Regions from separate parts of the Mus musculus genome. Here regions 1 and 3 are each linked to region 2. Evidence: chromatin contacts called from public HiChIP or PLAC-seq data. All regions are on one chromosome and are shown on one strand. The core of a region is the stretch at or near the end of the contact, and the rest is flanking DNA. Distances in the headings are between cores, read along the strand shown. Region 1 overlaps Pacrg (PARK2 co-regulated). Region 2 overlaps 4930452A19Rik (RIKEN cDNA 4930452A19 gene). Region 3 overlaps Pacrg (PARK2 co-regulated).

Region 1 (3,307 bases), core at 287-2,786, 790 kb before region 2:
GTCAGGTCTTCACACCTCAATAACTATAGTCTAGATAATCCCTCATAAACATTCTCAAAGACTCAGGTTATGCTAGTCTGTGTCAAGCTGACAGTTAAAACTAACACTGCATACAAATTATTTTTGAGTTGATTATTTCTTCTTTGTTTTCTAATGATGTAAACCCAAAGGAATCATTCTACCAACCACACATACAGGGTAGATAGTCCTCTGTTTTAAATTCATAAGGAGATTATTGGTTTGCTAATTTGTCTCTATTGGTTTTGTTGTTGCTGTTGTTGCTGTTGCTGTTGTGGTTGTGGTTGTTGTTAACAGTGACAGACATTCATTTGTGTTTTTTCTACACTAGATTCTGAGGTTAACTCTTTTCATGAATCATCTCATTTAATCCTTAAACCCAGGAGAGAGAAAGTATTCTTCATCCAATTTAACAGATGAGCAAATGAATGCAGGGAGATTAAGTAATTTGCACATTGACAATCAGTTCATAAAAGGGCCCTGATGGCATTATTCAAATGGAGAGAGAAATAAACAGTGATAACTTCCATGGTTTTCCCATCTCATGAATACCCAGCCTCTTCACTGCACCTAATTAGGTGTCTCATTACCGTGTATTAGACAATTGTTCGGATAAACCGATTTCCTTCTTCCAGTGTTTAAACCAGCATGTCCAACTGACAGTGCTGCTGGACTTGTAGCTTTCCCACAGTTGCTGTTGTTTAATCCTTGTTATTCTTTTTATAAGTTTGAGATGATTCAGAGCAATTACAAGAAAAAGCACTTTAGAGAGAAGAGTCGACAAGGCTTAAGCAGGGAGAGACAAGACATGAACTAATTGGCAGAGATTAGTTAGTTGCTCACAATGATCAGGGAAAAAAAAGCAGGAAGCAGGGTGATGGCTGTCTGAGGGGGTAGGGGAAAGACTCAGTGGTTACATGAACAAGCATGTGGACCTGAGTTAGATCCTTACACACAGAGAGAAGATGGGTGTGACCTTGTGCATGCCCTTCATCTCAACACTGCTGGTGGACAGAGATAGAAGGATTACTGGAGTTTGCTGGCCACCAGCTTAGCTCCAGTTTCAGTGACAGACTCCATCTGGAGGTAACATGACAGAGAGTGATGGAGCAGCAACCTTGGTGGCCTCTTCTGACTCCTCCATGTGCGTACATGGACATGTATGTTCCCAACAATGTGCATGCATCATACACACACCTACATAAGAAAAGAAAAAGAATTAGCATTCAGTATCATTAAGTACGACCTAGCTTTTAATACACATGTGTGGCATTGAGCTTAGGTGGAAACGAGGCTCAGATTCAGCATTTAGGCAGTAGTGTGGATTTTTTCAGTGCTTTAGACAGGATCTCCTCTGAATACATAGTATATGCAACACAGTTAATAGAGCATGCCTAGAGTTTTGTCGAGTTAATAAATCTGATCCCAAATGCCCTTGCACATCATGATGTGGGCATCTTCCTGTAAGGTTCTCAAGACCAGAGCTGTCCCTGTGCAGCAGTCTGTCCTTTGTGTAAACACAGTTTTGCTGACTGTGTTTCTAAATGGAAGTGCTCACCATCAGCAAGACTTAACTAGGGACGATTCAGGAGAACTGCAAGAAACCCACTTTGGAGAGAGTTTACAAAGTCTGCCCACTGGAAGATGGGAATGAATTGTAACTTTTGGAAATTAAAAACAAAACAAAACAGCAAACAATAGCACAAGTATAGGTTTACTTTTTTTAGGTTTTGGAAAGATTAATTGCTGGAAAAAAAAAAAAAAAAACGGAGTTCTGTCTGAACTCATTACATCACAGGGAACGTTTCAGGCTGACTCCGTCTTGTGGAAGCGAAGTGCAAGCCCCTGCAGTTACGCTGTAACCACGTTTGCAATATCAGTGTCATGCTCGCAGGGTAGCATTTCACAGCCCTTGTTATTTTCTGGCTCTCACAGTCTCTTTCCTTCCTCTTTTTAAATGTCCCCAAGCCTCAGAAGGATGATACAGATGGCCTGTTAGGGCTCAGCATTGAGACAGCACTGACTCTCAGCACCCAGGTCAGCCAGGAATCTGCATCTACAGCAGCTCATAGCAAAAAGAAACCTCTCTGCTCGGGGCTTAGAATAGCATCTGCCTCTGGGGATAATCATAACTATTTGAAAGACAGTGTTGTCCCTAAACAACAGTGCTGAGTTTCTGTCTCGGGCCTAAGGGTTTGGGGTTGGGTTTATAGTGCCAGATGTGAGTTTCCTCTTGTGGAGTCCTCCTTAGGTTGAAGCAGAGTAGTTGGTTACCTCCATAAGCATTATGCCACTATGGTACACATGGGCACACCTTACCTAGCAGGTTGGTGTTATAGTTGGCAGAGTTCACAGCTGAGTAAAGCCAGCTTTCCCCTCTCCAATAGCCTGCATATCCCCTTTCACCACTGTGAAAGCCAAAGCGCGGGGCAGAAGCTTCCAGCTCAACCCCAGTTTAATTTCCTGTACATTCCCATAAAGAGATCTTATCCTTCACTCAAGATTTCTTACTGAACTTGATACTCACTTATTGGCTTGGCTGGCTGTCCCGTGAGCTCAAGGAGTCACATATAGAGTGTACACACACACACACACACACACACACACACACACCACAGGGGTTATAGATGCAAACATGAGTGTGGGTTTGCATGTTTGTATGGCTGGCACTTTGCCCACTGATCCAACTCCTTGTTACCTCTAGCTGTTATCATTATATCCTGGAATATATAGGAATTGTGCTCATCTCAAAATGTGTAAATATTAATAGTTGTTGGTAGCTTTCTATTTTCTGAATTTTGGTTCAGTACAAGTGACACTGTCTGAGGCCAAAGCTGTCCATACAAATTAAGTAAATGTAGGTCTGCTGTCTCTACAGGATAGAATGTTAGATCACTGCTCTGGCCTGAAAGCAAAATATCACCTTAACAGAGCACTGTCAACACATCCCTGGGCTTGCTGACATCTTGATTATTTCCTATCCTTTTTCTGAGTATCATTTTATTGGACAGGGAATAGCCCAACTGACTGGATTCAGTGTCATGTCTCATAACGCCAAAGAAAATCTTGGATTATTTGTAAGAGTGCTTTACCAGCCAACTTTTAAAAAAGAATGCAATGGAGTAATCTTTCAATATTCTCTTCCCCTTGCACCTCAAAATTCAATCACGTTCCTGTCTCAATACTTTTTCATTTACAACTTTATTTACACACACACACACACACACACACACACACACACACCACACACACAGCACACACACACACATAGCACACATGCCCAAGCATG
Region 2 (3,463 bases), core at 299-2,798:
ATCACATTTACTACTGTTTCAATCTACACTTTACAACTTATCTAGAAGACAGGCATTGGAGAGATGGAACCTCAAATTTCTCCAAGAAATGCAGAAGGAATGCAGAAGGCCGACAGCATAGAATTGGGAGCAGTAGCTGGTACCCTGTCTATCTCACACCTGTAGTAATGATATTGGTTCCATGCCAAAACCCGAGGAAATGGGAATCATATCACTGGAGAGAGATAGATGGTCCTACACAGCATTGCTTCAGTCAGGGAACTTGCTGTCAGTGAGCATCATGCTTAGGACAGGAACAGCAGGCATTACTCTTATTTTTAGCTATGCACATGCTCTCAAAATTACAAGGAGCAGGGACCACTGGTGTGCAACCCGAATCCTGATGTCATTGTTGGGGAGAGGGACAGCATGGACCCGAGGAGTAGAAATAACTACCTGGGGGACCATTTGTTCATTTGCACCTGTGGTGCTTCAGAGCTGGTTGACATTTAATGCTAAATAATATTAATGAAAGGAACTTGCTGTCCCCATGATGGATTTCTCTTGCTTACCTTCTTTCCCTCCTTTTTTTAGCTCTTCCATTTTTAAAGCTCTAAGTGGCAGTCAGACCTAAGAAACTGACCGGAGGCTCATAGAGGATCTGAGAGGCCCAAGGGGCCTCTGAGCATACTGGCTGCCTTCATAAGTGACACTTCTAGATGCTCTGAAAGCTCAATTCAAATGGGCAATGAGCGTACAGAAAGCTGCCCATGGGTACAAGAACATAGAACAAAGTTTATGAGAGTGTTCAGAATCTCACTCCTAACTCTGCAAGAATACTGGAAAACATGCTGCAGATAAATGGAGGGCAGGAGAGGGAGATCTGGCCAAAGCCATCAAGAGTGGAGAGACAAGGGATGGGTTGGCCGTGGGGCGGGGCGTGCCTGTAGGATGGGGCTTGGCTATAGGTCAGCTGGCCCTTAAGAGTCCAGGACCCAGAAATAATCTACAGGCTTGGCTCAAGTAACCTGCAGTGCCTGGGTCTTCTTAATAGAATTTAAATTTAAAGTCAGATATTTTATTGTCTCTCTGGGAAGAATAGTTAATTCTACCAGGCCATGCTGTCACTTTAAATTATCAGTGAGAATTTCAAGGAAAAAGATCAATTCTGAAAGGAAATCAATTTTGGGTAACTAGAAACAATCTTACTTTAGGGCGTGTGGGGTATTCTAAACAGAGGATGTTATTGTGTGAGTTTGAGACTCCCTTTTGCTGTATTATCCTACTTTTGTCTAAGCGTGTTACAGACCTAATTTGCTTTTTAATACATCTATGTTTCCACCCGTGGGTCCACTGGCAATTTGATTCATTTATGCGGGTATATATATATACATTTGTAATCTGAAAATTCAGCCCGCTAAATTCTACCAAGAAAAAAACCGGGACTGTCAGTATACAGTCCCTTATACTCTTCTGAATTCTTTTCTCCTCCTCTGGGGTCGCCTGAGTGTGGACTGCTCCCACAAGCTGCTGGGTCGCCATCACAGATTCCCTCAGCTTGCCACTTCCTCTACAGAGCGAGCTCTCAGGACAGCTTCTCACTACACAGGGCTTAAGCAGAGATTTTAACACGCAAGAAGTACGAAATCCCCTTACTTTAAACCCTCCAATGAAAAGGCGCCTACAGATTAAGAGGGAATAAAGTGACTATCAACCAGACGCAGGACATGAAGCCGTCCTTGTATTCTGATCTGAGCGAAGTAAAATGAAAATTACGTGCACAGTCTCCTCTTACACACAGGCACGCTGTTTGATCTCTAGAGTGCGGCGTTTAAGGAACTACTCAGTGTTCCGGTGTGATACACACTGAATTATTTATGTGGGAAAGAAGCAGAATTAAGAGTTTGCAGGACAATTGTGGGGAGGGGCGCTTAGCTGGCAGGCAGCTCCCACGGTGGAGAGGAAGCTCCGGGCCAATCCCGGAGCTTGAATTCCTGTATTGGGTTGGGGTGTGGGGGGTGGGTTAAGGCTGTAGGGAGAGAGAGCAGTTCAAAGAGCTCCTCAGTTACATAACAGGTTTGACGCCAGCTCGCTACACGCCGGACTGTGTCTCAAAAACAAGACATGATAAAATAAAATTGAGAAGGCGTTGATTAGGAGGTGGGTGGAGTTTGGGTGAAATAAATGTGGGCAATGCTCCCTCCTCCTCCTCCTCCTCCTCCTCCTCCTCCTCCTCCTCCTCCTCCTCCTCCCTCCCTCCCTCCCTCTCTCTTCCCCCCCACCCCCCCAGAGTTTGAGTCTCTTTAACAACAATTGTTAAATCGACAGATAAAGACCTCCACTAACTCCCCCATGGACCTTGGATAAAATTCTAGGTCTGGCAGCTTTCGTAGCCTCATCCCTATGCTCTTCCTGGTCTCAAATCCACCATAATGCGTTCTATAGTACGAATGGCCCTTTTCTGGCCTAGGGTCTTAGGGCTTGTTCTGCCCTCCTCTGGGAGCATGGATTCTGCAGGTGGTCATCTGGGAGGCTCTGGAGAGTTTGACTGTCCTGTCACTTAGCAGCCCTTTCCTGTCATTCCCCTGCACCAGCTCCTCCCCACCTGTGTGTTTGCCTGTCTGCGTCAGTCTTCCTGGCCCTTTAGAGCTCCGAGTGAGTTTTCTCTCTCGTACAAGGTTGGGAACACCACAGTGTGTCGGGGCAGGGGACATTCAGCAAATGTTTAAGGGGCGAATCAAACAATGTTGAATTTTCCCCCATGAACAATGCAAAAATCCCTTCTCTTTCCCATGTGGCTGACCTTTTCGCCTCTCTTGTTTCAAAATTAGCCCGAGAGGAAGAAAAAGACGCGGTTGATCGCTTTCTGATGCTTTCTCCCCACCTCCGTTTCTTTCTGAAAATTGAAATAGAAAAAGCCCAAAACCCCAAACCCCAAACAAACAAACAAATAAACAAACACCGAAAGAAGAGAAACAGGCGGCTTCCCTTACTAATGCTACTTTGGGGCGGGGGGGGGGGGGCAAAATTTTGCTCTCCCTCTCCTTTCTGTTTTCCTCTCTTGGCTTAGAAACTCCTCTGGTTGGCAATAACCTGATGAGCTGTCAGGAAATATGTCGGGAGTAATGAAAATAGACCTTTTCCAATTTCAAAAGTGTCGCTGGTTTTTTTTTCTTTCTCTCTCTCTCTCTCTCTCTCTCTCTCTCTCTCTCTCTCTCTCTCTCTCTCTCTCTCTCTCTCTTTCTTTCTTTCTTTCTTTCTCCTCTTCCCCAGCCATGGTCCTGGGCCTCCTCCCCAAGTGAGTTTCTTTGCATTACCATATAGGTCATATAGACACAGTTGCTTTGGATGTTCTAGAAAATGCCCTTAAAAAATAAAACACAGATGTTGCTACATTGTTAAATCTTGTCAGTCAGACCGGTTGAACACATTCCGCCTAAGGGTGCAGAGACGCGGAAGTCAAGGGGTTAAACTCATTTTCAAT
Region 3 (3,450 bases), core at 287-2,786, 770 kb before region 2:
AAAGGTAGAAGCCAGCGAGCTAGCACAGGCTCTCTCTGTCTCTCTCTCTCCCTCTCTTCCCCCCCTCTCTCTCTCTCTTTCTCTCTCTCTCTCTCTCTCTTCTCTCTTCTCTCTGCTTCTCTGCTCTCCATGCCCTCTCCTCCTTGACAGATGAACCATGCGCAAAGTAAACCCTTCCTCCTGTCAGTATTTTCTCCAACATTTGCCACAGCAGTGAAATTCTGACTAATGCAACGTAAAACAGATTCCCCAAGTGCCTTCAGAAGGAACATGGCTCAACTAATTTGATTTTAGACTATGAGAAAATGACTTTGTGTTGTTTACGGCTGCCAAGCTTATGTCTTCTGCACCGCAGCCTGAGGAAACATACTCAGTAGCTATCCAACGCAAAGTGTCCTCATTTATGAAATGAGCTATGATGACCTTCCTAACCCCATGGAAGCATTGTGCAGATCAGTAGAGAAAAGCTGGTGTGCAGTTGTTATATGTGAGAAAATATACCAGTGTAAAACAGGCATCGTAGCTCACACCTGTAATCCAATCCCAGCACTCTGAAGGCTAAGGTGGGAGGACGGCGGCAAGTTGGAGGACATCCTGGGCTATATACTACATTCCAAGCCAACCTGGGCTACAAACAACACAGTTCACACAAGTGTAATATGAAATTCTTATTTCCTGGAACCCCTCTCATGCCTACCTTAGCACACTAGCTACCTTCTCCGAACACTTTTTGGTTATTTCATTTAATTTTTTTATTTAATGAATTGCACTGGTTTTATCTTTAAACACCCCAGAGACAGATAAAAAGGCCAGCTCTCAGACCCAGCTTACTGTCTCGCCCTTAATGTGCAGCTGATACTGCACAGAGCATTATTTCTGAAGGACATGATTTGATTTGTCTAGCTGAACATAAATAATATATTACATTATAATAGTCTGTTGTATATTAATGTTTAATATGCTAATGAAGTTTAATCTCTGTAGATTTGAAAATAAGATTTATTTTATTTAAGGTGAAAAATACTTAATTTATTTTCACATGTATGGCTGGTTTTATATATGCTGCTTACTAGAAATCTAATAAATGCATATTTTACCAAAATGGCTATTTTAATAGCATTCCTTTGATTATGCTCATCAATAAATTTAATCAATTACCTATTCAAGCACTAGAACAAGCATTCTAGTCCTGGTGCAACAAAATGATCTCTTGCAAGGAAAAAAAAAATGACGAATCTGAATAGCAAGAGCCATTAGTCACAAAGTGGATGGGAACGAATTTCCCCTTTGATACCCAGCTCCTACTTAAAATAAAACCACCACAATGCTGTTCTTGCTGAATTACTTCTCTGAGAATCTTTCAGCGGTTTCCGTGCACCCTGAGGCTAACAGGGCCCTGTCACAACCCGGTGAAGCTGACGGCAGCCCTGCTTAGAGAGCAGAATTGAGGCCATGAAGGCTGTAAGCCAGAGCTCAGCAGTAGAACTAGGAAGAAGCCTGAGGAAGCCCACCCCAAAGCCTCCAGCCGTACCACATGACTCTGACATCAGCCAGCATCCTCTTGGCAGGAGCAAGACTCAGCTGAGGGACCCCTCCGGAGCCTCTATAATGGCATTTAGTGAGTCTAGAATAAAAACACCAAACGAGCTCTTGCTTGCACGGAATGGGTTCCTGGAAGAGGGGACAAAAGCTTTATCTCACTTCCAAGTGGAGTTACAATGACGTCAGCTTCAAATGCTATGCACTAGGAAGATGTAATTTTAAATGATGCTGCTTGAGATCTCTGAAGAAGAAAAGAGGAGAAACAAAGTGGGACCCAGGATCCCCGACCTGGTGTGGATGGGTGATGTGAGAGATTAGGAAGAGGCACATGTCAGTCTCAAATTCAGTTACAGGACCAGAGCTCACTGCTCAGGCATCTTGACAGTAATGTAGTCCACTAAACATTCCAGTTCTAAGAGAGAATGGTGGGTTTTGGAACAGACTCGTGGTCCAAAGCTGGTCTTGAACTTGCTATGTAGCTAAGGATAAGCTTGAAGTTCTGCTTAGAAGGAATGGGTCTTGATCAGTAGATAGCAATCTCTATAACAAGATCACCTCATGTTCATCGGAAGACATGAGGCTACTTGTTTGTAAACAGAATCTGTCAGCACTTCACCACTTCACTTAAAATGGCTTGAGGGAGAAACCTGTTTCTCTGGCTTTGCATTCTTGCTTCCCTCCAGCGGCAAATGCCACCCTCCTGCGACCCTATCCACAGGCTCAGACTCGTCTTACCTGTACGCTGTGCATGCAAGCCAGCGCAAAACACAAATGAGGAACATGTGGCTTCAAAGCAGGAAAAATGTTCTGCTAAGCAAGATGTAAGTACTGTCCCTCCCTCCCTCCCCTTCAGTCCCTCGTGCTTCTGCAATCTACTAGTTAGCTGTATTCAAAGAAGGGTACATTTTAAACTGCTAGCCTGCATGCTTCCATTTGTTCTTTAAAATATGCAATCCCAATCTTAAATGCAAATATAAGAACATCTGATAATATAAGAGCATTCATAGATGGAATGACTGGAATGGATACTTTACATTTCATAGCTGTCCTACAAATATTCACTACTCTTTGAAAATATGATGCCAGGCTCCCTCCTTCCCTCTGCTGCTGGGACATCATCCCAGCTTCAGCTGCTGGTGATTATAGTGATGCCACAGGAGTAAGGAAGGAAAAGAGAGGGTCACTGGTCACATGGGTTTCTTAGAACGCCACCACCTCTCCTCTTCACTCAATACAAGTTCAATTCAACAAGAAATCTCAGTCTCTGAGGTCTGCCAAATCCTTTCACCCAGTTATAAGTAATCACACCACGCTATCCCTGACTGGCACATAGACTGGTCCCCAGAATCCTGTCTCCATGAGGTGCCATGAGTGTCTGTGACACTAGGCAGGGAGGAGGAGCATGGCTCTGCACCTGTCTCCTCTGCACACGTGCATGATACACGGTCGCAGCGTTTCAATCACAGACGGAATCATTCAGGTTCAGGATGATCACAGCAAGCATCAGCCTAAGCCAGGAGCTTCTTTGTGTTCAGCTCTGTGCAGCTACACAGGCCGCATGCCTCCATTGCTTTAGGGAAGAGAAACCTGTAACCTGTAAAATCAAGTTATCCTGTGCACACACTAAGCACAGCAAGGACAACACAGACCAACAGGATAGCGAAGCCCGTTCTCTTGGCCACCCTGTCAGGCTCTCGAAAGGGGAGAGCTACTAAGTCTACTAACGTGCAGCCTACATTTAGAAAAAACTAAAATGGGTACAGGTGTTCTCCAATTCCCGAGATGACAATGCAGGGTTCTTTTCCCTGATATGCAGCTAAGCAGCAATAATAATGGATTAGTGCATTCTGTTAAGTATCTCAGACCTTTGGAAACATACTCAACAGGGGTATTCATCCTTTCGGACTC

What was found. HiChIP or PLAC-seq counts read pairs in DNA pulled down with a chosen protein or histone mark.
Region 1: a contact with region 2 is called in an H3K4me3 HiChIP or PLAC-seq map of bone marrow-derived macrophages, with 4 times the contacts expected there. The contact joins two enhancer-like sites. A contact is called at or near these places in 2 of 115 datasets of contacts at active chromatin or transcription factors (bone marrow-derived macrophages and embryonic stem cells) and 1 of 9 other capture datasets (embryonic stem cells).
Region 3: a contact with region 2 is called in an H3K4me3 HiChIP or PLAC-seq map of bone marrow-derived macrophages, with 4 times the contacts expected there. The contact joins two enhancer-like sites. A contact is called at or near these places in 1 of 15 datasets of contacts at CTCF or cohesin (the NIH/3T3 cell line) and 2 of 115 datasets of contacts at active chromatin or transcription factors (bone marrow-derived macrophages and embryonic basal ganglia).

Annotation. Positions count from the first base shown.
Region 1 is chr17:10,557,515-10,560,821 of GRCm38.p6, reverse strand. The region is part of intron 4 of Pacrg (PARK2 co-regulated); the gene reads left to right. It overlaps Gm16168 (a long non-coding RNA gene), which reads right to left. Exons shown (of 3, transcript XR_003952273.1): 3 at 1-3,307. Among named protein-coding and RNA genes, the nearest start is that of Gm52294, 7.2 kb to the right of the region's middle. Within about 2 kb of position 1,536, at least 9 of the 459 cell types and tissues checked have an H3K27ac peak or open chromatin away from gene starts, as enhancers often do. A contact at or near this core is called in bone marrow-derived macrophages, where this site is marked.
Region 2 is chr17:9,763,351-9,766,813 of GRCm38.p6, reverse strand. The region is part of intron 3 of 4930452A19Rik (RIKEN cDNA 4930452A19 gene); the gene reads left to right. Among named protein-coding and RNA genes, the nearest start is that of 4930452A19Rik, 11 kb to the left of the region's middle. Within about 2 kb of position 1,548, at least 154 of the 459 cell types and tissues checked have an H3K27ac peak or open chromatin away from gene starts, as enhancers often do. A contact at or near this core is called in bone marrow-derived macrophages, where this site is marked.
Region 3 is chr17:10,532,472-10,535,921 of GRCm38.p6, reverse strand. All of the region lies in intron 4 of Pacrg (PARK2 co-regulated), which reads left to right. All of the region lies in intron 2 of Gm16168 (a long non-coding RNA gene), which reads right to left. It overlaps Gm52294 (a long non-coding RNA gene), which reads left to right. Exons shown (of 2, transcript XR_003952283.1): 1 at 1-2,363. Among named protein-coding and RNA genes, the nearest start is that of Gm52294, 18 kb to the left of the region's middle. Within about 2 kb of position 1,536, at least 22 of the 459 cell types and tissues checked have an H3K27ac peak or open chromatin away from gene starts, as enhancers often do. A contact at or near this core is called in bone marrow-derived macrophages, where this site is marked.